Linked DNA regions of Anser cygnoides: region 1 is linked to region 2. A link is a contact called in public Hi-C data. All regions are on one chromosome and are shown on one strand. The core of a region is the stretch at or near the end of the contact, and the rest is flanking DNA. Distances in the headings are between cores, read along the strand shown.

Region 1 (5,727 bases), core at 1,038-3,537, 590 kb before region 2:
GACCCCGAAAGCCCACCCCACCCCGCTGCCTTCCCCCGGCCGCCCCACGCCGCATTCCCCACAGGCCAGCGAGAACCCCGGGCTGGCGCTGCCCTTCGCCCGCCGCGTGCAGGCTCTGCGGGACAAGGTGCACTTCGGCTCCGTCCTCTTCTCCGGACACGTCCGCAAGGTGAGGGGCTCGGTGGGACCGGCACGTCCCCGTCGGTGTCCCCCCCCCCCACCCCCTCAACTCATCTCCCTGCCCCGCAGATCAACCGCTTCAACAAGAGCCGCGACCGCGCCATCCTCATCACCGACCAGCACCTCTACAAGCTGGAGCCCCGGCAGCAGTACCGGGTGATGCGGGCGCTGCCCCTCAGCACCGTGAGTGTCCCCAGCACCGGCTGGCACCAGGGTGCCCGTGCCCGTCCTGGCTGCCCCCGTCCCACATGAAGACCCCTCCACTGTCCCCGTATCCCACCCACGTTGGCACGGCGCAGCTCCCCGGGATGGGGGCGTCACGCTGTCCCCGCCACGGTGCCGTGACACCACCGCGGTGCCGTGACACCCTCGTGGTGCCGTGACACCACCGCGGTGCCGTGACACCTCTGCATGTCCGTGATGCCCCTGCATGCTTGTGACACCCGCAGGTGACGGGGCTGAGCGTGACGAGCTGCCAGGCGCAGCTGGTGGTCTTCCACACGCAGAGCCACGACGACCTGGCCGTCTGCCTGCACAAGACGCAGCCGCCGGGGGACAACCGGGTGGGCGAGCTGGTGGGCGTCCTGCTGGAGCACTGCCGAGCGTGAGTGGGGCCGGGTCTGCCCGGGGGGGGGCACCCGACGGGGCGCTGAAGGCCCCCCCAAAGTGCCCCCCCGTGCTGAAGCCGTGCCCTTGCAGGACCAAGCGGGAGCTGCAGGTCCGCGTCTCCGACTGCATCCAGCTGAGCCTGCGCGGGCGCAAGAGGCTGCTGACCGTGGAGACGCGGCCGGGCCTGGCCGCCCCCGATTTCCGCAAGAGCCGCGACGGCTTCGTGCTCTACTGGCCCGAGAGATGAAGGGGCGGCTGCCCTGCGTGTGTCCCCCCTCCCTGCACTGCCACTGGTGCTGCGGTGGTCCCCGCGCGGGGCCAGGGGGACAGCAGCGTCCTCATCCCTGCCCCATGCCCCGTCCCGCTGGCACGTGCCCAGGAGCCTCCCCGGGGATGCCCCCGGCCCCGCGTGCCCCCCACCCCGCGTCCTCCCCTCCCCTGGGCGATGCCAAAGCCTCTGAGTGCACTGGGAATAAAGAGAGCTGGATGGGAGCACAGGCGTGAGTGTGTCTGGGACCCCCTCCCAGCCCTCTGTTCGTGGTGCAGCCCCACACCGGGGGGCACTGGAGCCCCTGGGGACCCCTGTGCCAGCTCCCTGTCTCCCAGGGCCCCTGTGTCCCACGTCCCGATGTCCCTGACACCTGGGGTCCTTGTGCCCCTGTGTCCTGCTGTCGCTTTGTCCTGGGTCCCAATATCCATGTGTCCTGAGTACTGGTGTCACTATGTGCCGGGTCACTGGGTCCCAATGTCCCCAGGTCCTGGTGTCCCAACGTCTGTGTGTCCCAAGTCCTGGTGTCCCTGTGCCCTGGATATCTGGGTCCCACTGTCCCAGATCTCTGTGCCCTGATGTCCCCGGGGTCCCCATGTCCCTGACACCCCGTGTTGATGTCCCAGCAGTGCCGTTCCCTGCGCTGACAGGTTGTCACAGCTCTGACACAGGAGCTCTGCAGCAGCTGCTGCTGCTCCTGCCCTGGGGAGGAACCTCAGCAAGGCAGGAACTGGGGCGGGCAGAGACTGGGACCAGGGCTAGGACAGCCATGTCCCCCCCGCCTCTGGAGCTGTCAGGGACAGGTGACTCGTGGGGGCTCACGCACAGACATTTGGGGTCCCCTGAGCATCGGCCGTGTCCCCACTGACCGGCAGGGTCCCCCCGGGTGACGTCCCCATCCGCTGCAGAGCCCCGCGTGCTGCCGTCCATCCCTGGGTATCCCTGGGGTGGCACGGGCACCTCTGTGCCCCCACGCCCCACGGGCTGCTTCCAGGTGTGGCACCGCCAGGTGCCTCCAGTGGCTGCAGTGCCTGCGACGCGTGCGGTGCTTGCGATGCGCGCGGTGCCTGCGCTGCTGCTGCTGCTGCACCCAAGCAACGGTCCTGGGCATCGCGTGCGTTGCGTGCAGGGTGTTTTCCGGGGGTGGCAGGCAGTTGAGTCTCTGTACAACCGCTTCTCGCACTACCGGTAGACGGGGCCGGGCTGGATTTCTTTTTCCTGTTGACTGCGCCGTGTTGCTTAACAAGGCAGCAAGCGGCCGATTTTCACTGTAACCCTGCTGCAGGCCCGGCGTGAAAACAACAGCACCGAGCTTGCGGCTGCCGAGTTGGTTTTGCTTCGTCTCCTGCTCAATGCCAGCGGTGTGCCCGGGGCATTGCAGGGACGGCTGCGGACCTGGGGATGCGCAGGGCTAGAGCCAGGCGGCGCCTCCCAGGAAATGTCCTCGTCCCCTGCATCGAGCCGTGGGGGAGCCCTGGGTGCTGCCAGGAGGGCACGGAGCCAGCGGCCAGGCAGCACCACAAGGACGAAGAGGCTCTGAGCCCGGCTGCCCATGCCTGAGGGCAGAGGCTGTTCCCCTCTGAGCAGGCTGGGACACAAAAACAGCACCAGCCGGGCTCTGTTCCCGGTCATCCCCAGCCGCTCGGTGCCTTTCTGGCGGCACAAATCCTGCCCAGCCCTCCCCTGCAAAGCAAAGTGACCGTGGTGCCAGCAGCCCCCAGCCTCTGCTTCCAGCGCGGCACGAGGTGTGGCGGCCCGGTGTCCCAGCACGGGGGTCCAGAGGGTGGCTGCTTCTTTTGGGACCCTTCACTGAGCCCTGCTGAGCATCCCCGCAGGAGGAGCCAGAGCTGCCCTCGCCCTGCGTGCCATCCCTCTGACACGAGGGCCGTGCTCCGGGCTGCTTCCGTCACCACTTTCACTTCCTGGTGGTTGTGAGCGTCCCGCAGGGACAAGGCGAACGCCAGCGCAGGACCTGCGGGAAGGTACGGGCTGAAGGTCAGGGGCTGCAAAGCTCTGTGCCAGCGGGAAGGGCTTTGAGGGGGGCTGGGGAACTGGCGCAGGGCAGCGGGGCAGGGAAGGGGCTCTTCCCCCTGTCCCCTTCTCTCTCCTCCCTTTCTCCCCACTCCTCGCTCCCCATGCTCGGCGTGGGCACAGCACAAACCTCCCCAGCCCCAGGCGCTTGCATGGCCCCAGCCCTGGCTCCAGCCCCAGCCCCAGCCCAGGGGAGCCCCTCGGCACCATGCTCAGCCCCACACGGGGCCCCGGCTTCACGAGTGTCACTGCCCCGAGGGTCCCTGCCACCACCTGAGGGTCCCTGCCACCACCCGAGGGTCCCTGCCACCACGCTGCCTTCCCTCCCCCCTGTGATCCTGTGCTGACTGAGGCTGCCTCGCTGCTCTGTTTCCCCGCTGCACCTCGCGGTTCTGGCTTTCATTTTCATTTTCTGTTCCTTGCTGCTGTCTGTGCACTGCTGTGGCCGCACACGCTGCAGCGCGATCCAGGGGACCCCGTCTGGCCCGGTGCCACCGCAGCCTGACCCAGCTGCAGCCTCCCGAGCCCTTCCTGCAGCGGGGGCACACAGAGCCCCGCAGCCTCCAGTCGCCAGCAGCGAGGCTTCGAAACCATCCCCGCTTTTAGTGAAAATCCCTTCTGCTGTCGGTAACGCTCCCAGCCTCTGGGTGCCTGCTGACGGAGCCCTGGGCGTCTGCTTTTGTCTCCGCAGCGTGGCCGTGGCCGTCCGGCGTGTCTACATGCTGCCCGGGGTCGGCGGGGGCTTGGAGATGAGGCTGATCCTGGCTGGGAAGGCTGGTGGGGGGAAAAGCGCCACGGGGAACACCCTCGTCGGGGAACGTGTATTTGAGTCCAAGCTGTCCACCCAGCCAGTGACCGTGAGGTGTAAGAAAGCACAAGGGCACTGGGACGGCGAGGACTTCACGGTGGTTGACACGGCCGACATTTTCAACCCAAGTGATGCCAGTGATGAGGTGCACCAAGAAATTTTCCAGTGCGTCAAGCTGTCCTCCCCGGGCCCCCACGCGCTGCTGCTGGTGACCCAGCTGGGCCGATTCACCCAGGAGGACAAGGAGGCCGCAGAGAGACTGCAGGACATCTTTGGAGCTGAAGTTCTGGGGCACACGATCGTCATATTCACCCGTGCAGAAGAGCTGGCGGGGCGATCTCTGCACGACTTCGTGTCCTGTACTGACAACAAAGCTCTCCGCGAGCTGATCCAGAGGTGCGGGAACAGGTACTGCGGCTTCAACAACCGGGCAGCTGGAGCCGAACGGGACCAGCAGGTCGCGGAGCTGATGGGGATGGTCCGCTGCATGGTGCAGGCGAATGGGGGCGGTTGCTACAGCAATGAGATGTACCTGGAGCCCGATTTAACAGAAGGGAAGGTGGAGTATCACATGAGGAGGTACAGAGCACGCAGGATAAAGAGGGAGCGGTCCGGCTGCAGGACAGTCGTCGCGGCTTTGGGGCTGATTGCCTTCACCGCGGCTGTGATTTCCCTGGGTTTCCTTATCGCACGGGTGCGAGGAATGACAGCACCATGGAAACACTGAACGCCTGGGGCTGGAGGCACCTCTGCACACCGCGTGTTCCATCCCTGCCCAGGCAGGGTCCCCAGCACCGGCTGCCCAGCACCGTGTCCATTGGGTGTCGGACATCTCCAGGGATGGAGACCCCAGCACGGCTCTGGGCAGCCTGTGCCAGCGCTCAGACACCCGCACAGCAAAAAAAAAGACTTCCCTAATCTCTCACCATGCATCCTTGTGCTTCCAGCATTACCCATGCCCTTGTGTCTTGGCTCTGGGCACCCCACCAGGTGTTGGCACACATAGATGGGACCCCCAAGTCCTGCTGCAATGGAACCAACTCTCCCTTGGAAAAGAAGAGGAATTGTCTATGTTTAATTGAGCATCCCTTGATCACGTATCATTTATGTAGTACAGGGCAAAAATTACGTTTAACTTTTAACCTTGGCTCCCTTCGATCAGGGACAAAATGCTCCTTCTGGAAGAAACCAAGGAAGGTTGGCAAGAGAAAGTAGCCTTAGGATGTGCTTAGGTGACGTGTGGCCATCGATGGATAAAAGGGGTCAGGGTGCTTCATCAGGGAACACCACCAAGGGCCCCCAAAGAAAGGAAGGCATGCGCAGAAGGGCCAGGGAAGGATCCTTTAGAACGACAATACGTAAATACACAATGTAGATTAGAATGAATATGTATTAGATAGCAGAATAGTCATGAATTTAATGTCTACATGTAGCAAGGAAGTCAACATCGGGTGTGCCTGATCTGTGGAAAATGCACCGAGCACCCAGGCCTGAATAAAAGCAATCTCTCTCCTGAGTGCGTGGGAACTGGCTTATTGCACACCGGGTAAAGGAGCCACTTTTTCGGGCAACGCCAACACCTCCGTGCCCTCGGCCGAGCAATCGACAGGGTGCCCACGTCCGCCCGCACACGGAGCGCTCTGGGGCACGGATGTGGGCCCCCGGCAGCCAGCAGGAACGCACAGCCCTGCCCTACAGCCCCTGCTCGGCCCTGGGGGCTTGCCACGTGCTCCCGAGGGATATAACGCGTTAAAATCCCTCGGCCCCGCACTCGGTCCCTGTGCATCCACGTGTGTGGCGGGAGGGGAGGATGGCAAAGCCCTTCTTGCCG
Region 2 (5,920 bases), core at 2,834-5,333:
TGCTTCCGTCCTGCCCCGGCTGCTTTTGGTCCATTTTCCAGAGGGTCTTTTAGTCAGGGCAGCCTTTGTCTGAGTTTAGGTTCCTCCTGGAGCACAAACTTTCCTCCTGTGGGAGAGCCGAGCAGAAGGGCAGGGCTGGCGGGGGCCGAGCAAGCCCTGCTTTGGCTGCTGGGACACGGCTTCAGCCCCTGCCCCGTCCCCACTCGTGCACAGCAGTGGCTCAGTGTGAGAATTAAAGTTGTGTTTTTGCAGTAGAAAGCCTTTCCTTCTCTCCCTTGGGATCATGGCGTGCAGGGGGTGTCCCGGCACCACAGGGCCGTGAGGTTCAGACACGTGTCTCTGCTTGTTCCCCCAGGACCCAAGCGGAGAATCCTGCTCGTGGGCAAAACTGGAAGTGGGAAGAGTGCGACAGGGAACACCATCCTTGGTAGGGAAGCATTTGAATCTATAGTGTCACCGGATGCAGTAACTAAGGAGTACAGTAAAGAGAAAACCTTATTCCGTGGAAGACCAATTGCCGTTATCGATACTCCTGGCCTTTTTGACACCAAGAAAGCCAATGAAGCAACAGCTGTAAAGATTGAAAATGCTGTTCGTTACCTCTATGGAGGGGTGCATGCTATCGTCCTGGTGATGCAACTGGGCCGTATCAGTAAAGAAGAGGAGGAAGTGGCTGAGTGGGTGACAAAGATTTTCCATACTGAAGCACAGAAGTACACAATCCTGTTATTCACCCGAGCAGATGATCTGGAGAAGCCAGGTGATATCCATGATTTCGTGGCAGCAAGCAAATGCCTCAAGGGGCTGGCAGGAAAATGGGAAAATAGGTACATTGCTTTCAACAACAAAGCAACAGGAAATACAAGGGAACAGCAGGTTTCAGACCTCATTGAAATGATTGATGAGTTGGTAAAGAAGAACAAAGATGCTCCGTGTTACACGCAAGAAATGCTGGAGAAAGATACACGGACGGCTTTTAAAGATACACCGACGTCTTCTGAAAAGCGTTGTACTATACTCTAGCCAACAAGGGTTTGGTCAGACGGGCAATGTTTCCTCTGTTGTGCCTTTCCTGCCGCACTCTGATCACTCTCTCCTTCCTCTCTTGACGTTTCCTCCTGTCCTGTCAGTGACCTACGTTTTCCCCTGGCCCATGCGATTGCTCTCCTGACAGGCTCCAAGAGTGCAATGGGTGTCTGACGACGTGTAATTCTCCTCTGCTGCTCTGTCTCTGCATTGCTCTGTCACCACCCGTTGTGCTGGGAAGCCGGAGACCTTGGCTGGGTGGCAGAGAGCTGCGCTGCCCTGCTTTCGGCACCACCGCGCTGACTCTCTCCTCCCTGGTGTGAAGACACGGCAAGCTGAAAGGACCGGGAACGTCAGGACTGTGAGATGTGCCCCCTCACAGCAGAGTTCAGCCTGCAGCGGTGCTTCTGAGATCAAAGCCACTTGTCCTCCCTGTGGCAGCCGACGCTCTAGGAACTTCTCTGGGGTTTGGGAGGGTTCGTGGTGCCAGTGTTGGTCCCTCTGCGGTGGGATGCTGCTGGTGACGCTGGCTGCGCTGCCCCTGCCTTGACTGGGCAATGCGAGTAATTGTATGTGATCGCGGGGTCTACAGAAGCTCATCTAATAAATGCTAATGTAATGCTCATCTAATAAATGCTAATAAATGCTGAGCCTTGCTGTCTAGAGAGGCGCCCATCAGTGCACTGTGGCCTGCAGTGCTGAAACAGCCGTTTGGGAGGGTGGAGAATGGTCCGGGTGCGTTCAGGTTCAGGCCCAAACTGCAGCTCCCCCCAGGCTGGGGTGTTTGGTGTTGGTCATGAGCTGTGCAAGGCGCGAGGTCTCACTGCTTGCCAGGCGAGTGCAGCAGGCAGGGGAAGCTCTGTGGCCACACCTGAGCGTGGGGCTGGGGGAGTGCTCGGGGGGGCTGCCTGCCTCACCCCAGGTTCTTCTCCCACCCAGAAAGGCTGCGGAAAGCAGCCTAGGAGTGGGGAGGAATCCCAGAACGCCAGACTGACCTCCACCTCGAGCGATCACAGCGAGTGAAACTGCTTCAGAGCTAAACACAGACCATACATCACAGTAATTAAATAACTGAGGTTGAATTGTTACTGGAGAAATTATCAGAGTTAGCGTAATAGTTGTGTTTTAGGTAGCGCTCTATGTGTATCAGCGTATGTATATATACCAGTGACCTCCGGTGGCATAATCAGTATCAATGCTATCCTAAAACCGGCCCAGCGTGACCTGAAGGCATCCAGTGCTGAGTCCTGGCTGCCACCATCCCTCTGCGCGAGGAGAGGAGCTGCAGGTTGCGAGGAATCACAGAACCCCAGAACCATCTAGGTGGGAAGAGACCTCCAAGACCACCGCGTCCAACCTCTGACCTAACACTAACAAGTCCCCCACTAAACCATATCACTAAGGGCTACATCTAAACGTCTCTTAAAGACCCCCAGGGATGGTGACTCAACCACCTCCCTGGGCAGCCCATCCCAATGCCTAACAACCCTTTCAGTAAAGAAGTTCTTCCTAACATCCAACCTAAACCTCCCCTGGCACAACTTTAGCCCGTTCCCCCTCGTCCTGTCACCAGGCACGTGGGAGAACAGACCGACCCCCACCTCGCTACAGCCTCCTTTAAGGTACCTGTAGAGAGCGATGAGGTCGCCCCTGAGCCTCCTCTTCTCCAGGCTGAACAAGCCCAGCTCCCTCAGCCGCTCCTCAAAGGGAAGGGGCAAAAGAAGTGTGTTGGGGGGGGAGGGGGTTGGGGGCTGTGTGCCACAAACTGCTGGAGACTCTGAGGGCCCCAACACATTTCCTGGAGGTACAGAATACTTCTGCTGACCTGGAACAAGGCTTGAAATGCAAGCAGCCCTGTAATAATTTTGCACCGCTTGCTTACAATGGCAAGAAAATGAGCATTTAACCTTAGGATTAAGGCAAAATGCAGGCCCTGTGTGCACCTCCACCCAGGGAGTTTCTGTCGCTGTGTTAAGCGCAGCAGCAGTGCTGTGGGTAGGAGGCGTCACCACAAGAACAAGCCAAGACTGTGCTTGCTCCCGTCCTCTGCCACACTTCTCATTTCCAGCCAATTTTTGCATTCAAACACTGGAGCACAGGCAAGGGGGACCCGGGGCAGCACGCTGGGTTAGAAGCAGAGTAGCGCTGCAAGGCTCACGCTGAAATGCAGACAGCAAAGTGGACAACAGAACCCAAAGTCACACCTCCAGAGCTGCACAGGATCGAAACCGATATTTGGGCTGGTGCACGGGCATTTGTAGGCTGCCGAGTGTCCGTGCCAGGAGGCTGAATGCTGTCCTGTGCCTGTACCAGTGCCGGGCACAGCGGTGCCAGCAGCCCCAGCCTCTGTCTCCGAGAACGCTGCTGCAGCAGCCCAGTGTCACAGCAGGGGGTTCTGGACAGGTGGGTGCTGCTACTGGGACACATGGGGTTCTCCGCGTCCTTTGCCAGGCCCTGCCGGGTGTCCCCATGGGAGGATCTGGTGCTGCCTGCGCCTTGCGTGCCCCCTAATGCCACGAGGGCCGTGCTCCAGGCTGCCAGTGCCAATGCCACCGCCAACGCCGCCGCCAACGCCACTGCCACTTCCTGGTGGCTGCAAGGGTTCCATGGGGACACTGCCTCTGCTGCAGCGCGGCCACGCTGGGTGTCGATGGTGAGGCCAGCGCGGGAGCTGCATGAAGACACGGGTGGGATGGCGGGGGTGGCGAAACTCTGTGCCGGCGGGGAGGGTTTCAAGGTGGCACAGGGCACGAGTGTGCCTGGGTGCTGCAGGAGCCACACGGGGAGGGCGCTGGTTTCTCCTGCAGCCACCCAGGGACCTGGTGTAGGGGCCATCCCTTTAAAAGATCGAAACCGTAAATCTTTTGCATGATGATTTGTAATCGCAAAGTGAGTAACTGGTACATGCTTTGCATCTGTGAGTCTTAAGTTAATTTAGCAGTTTGGTTTCACGCTCAGTACGTAACCAGTATGTGTGTGTCTTGTTTACTGATAAGCTTTTGCTCAGTCACGTCCAACGCCTCCCGGGCACCGCTTGTTCTGACTTCAGGACTTGCAATTCCTCCCTGAGCTGGAGGAAGGGGTTGCTTTCCCATCTGGACCTGGCAGACCTTGTTATTTACCATCCCAGTAATAGTCTATAAGCATACCGACATATTTATGTATGCGTGTGTGAACATATGCATATATGTATATATTTTAATTCCAATTGGTCCTTAAAGACAATTGACAAAGTCTGTTTAGGACTCCTAGATGAGATGCACATTCTGATTACACACTGAACTTTTAAACCAAACCGCTATGTTAATTTATGACTCCCAGACATGAAGCACATACTGATTACTTAATATCATGGAATCATAGAATATCTGAGTTGGAAGGGACCCACGAGGATCATCGAGTCCAAGTCCTGGGTCCCCAAAGGACCACCCAAAAAATCAGACCCTATGTCTGACAGAGGTGTCCAAACGCTCCTTGAGCTCCGGCAGCTCGGGGCCGTGCCCCCGTCCCCGGGCAGCCCGTCCCAGTGCCCGACCACCTCTGGGTGCAGAACCTTTCCCTAACCCCCAGCCTGACCCTCCCCTGCCCCAGCTCCGGGCCGGTCCCTCGGCTCCTGTCGCTGTCCCCAGGGAGCAGAGCTCAGCGCCTGCCCCTCCGCTCCCCTCGTGAGGGAGCTGCAGGCCACCACGAGGCCTCCCCTCATCTCTTCTCCACGCTGAACAATCCAAGCAACTTCAGCCACACCTCGTATGTCTTCCCCTCTAGACCCTATACCACCTTTGTTGCCCTCCTTCGGACGCTCTTTAACAGTTTTTTCTTATCCTGTGGTGCCCAGAACTGCACACAGTACTCCAGGTGAGGCCGCACCAGCACGGAGCGGAGCAGGATGATCACTTCCTTTGACTGGCTAGCAATGCCGTGCTGGATGCACCCCAGGATACGGTTGGCCCTCCCAGCCACCAAGGCACACTGCTGGCTCGCGCTCAGTTTGCTGTCGATCAAAACCCCCCGACCCCTTTCTTATGGCTGCTCTCCAGCGCCTCGTCCCCCAGTCTTTATGTATAGCCAGGGTTGCCCTTTCCCAGGTGCAGAATCTGACACTTGCTCTTGTTAAACTTCATGTTGCTGAATGGCAATGGCAATGAACTAGCTGACATCGGCTAGTTCTCTGAGTACTCTGGGATGAATCCCATCAGGCCTCATAGACTTAGAGGCATCCAGGCGGAGCAGCAAGTCTGCACAAGTTTGGGGTTAACCGGGAGTTTGTCGTGCCTGCAGTCACCATCCCCCAGCTGCGGGTAGCTGATGCCCCAGAGCCCATCACTGGTGCTGAAGACAGAGGCAGGGGCGAGTACTGCGTTAAACGTCTCTCCTTTGTCTATGTCCCTGTTTGTGAGGTGTCCATCCTCATCAAGTGTCAGACCAATGTTTGCTCTGGTCCTCCTTTTCCCATTAATATACTTTAAAAAGCCTTTTTTATTGTCCCCCATGCTCCTGGCCAGCTTCAACTCTACTTGAGCTTTGGCAGCCAAGAAACCCAAATTAACCCAAGATAATGGGTTGATAAGCTTTTGCTCAGTCAGGTCCTACGCCTTCTGGGCACCGCTTGTTTTGACTTCAGGACTTGCAAATCCTCCCTGAGCTGGAGGAAGGGGTTGCTTTCCTATCTGGACCTGGCACACCTTGTTATTTACCATCCTAGTAATAGCCTACATTGCAGTGTGGTGGTTTTACTCGGCTGGGCAGCTGAGTTCCACCACGGCCGCTCTCTCACTCCCTCAGAGAGGAAGGGGGAGAAAACGTGACACAAAGAGTTCAAGGCTCGGGATACGGATGATTTAATTTAATACAAAAGAGAGAGGGGAAAAAAAAAAAGAAAGAAAAGAAAAAACAA

The links. A called contact is a pair of places that touch in the nucleus more often than the background predicts.
Region 1: a contact with region 2 is called in a Hi-C map of liver, with 6 times the contacts expected there. The contact joins the promoter of LOC106046814 here to the enhancer-like site in region 2.

Annotation. Positions count from the first base shown.
Region 1 is chr2:1,309,449-1,315,175 of Taihu_goose_T2T_genome, reverse strand. It overlaps LOC106046814 (GTPase IMAP family member 1-like), which reads left to right and starts at 2,287. Exons shown (of 2, transcript XM_013198001.3): 1 at 2,287-3,039; 2 at 3,780-5,412. The coding sequence starts at 3,808. The coding sequence ends at 4,623. MYO1G (myosin IG) reads left to right here. Exons shown (of 22, transcript XM_048053351.2): 19 at 65-169; 20 at 250-363; 21 at 630-784; 22 at 880-1,293. The coding sequence ends at 1,036.
Region 2 is chr2:717,699-723,618 of Taihu_goose_T2T_genome, reverse strand. LOC106046816 (GTPase IMAP family member 7-like) reads left to right here. Exons shown (of 3, transcript XM_066991114.1): 3 at 356-1,676. The coding sequence ends at 1,023. Among named protein-coding and RNA genes, the nearest start is that of RARRES2, 42 kb to the right of the region's middle. Within about 2 kb of position 4,083, at least 1 of the 3 cell types and tissues checked has open chromatin away from gene starts, as enhancers often do. A contact at or near this core is called in liver, where this site is marked.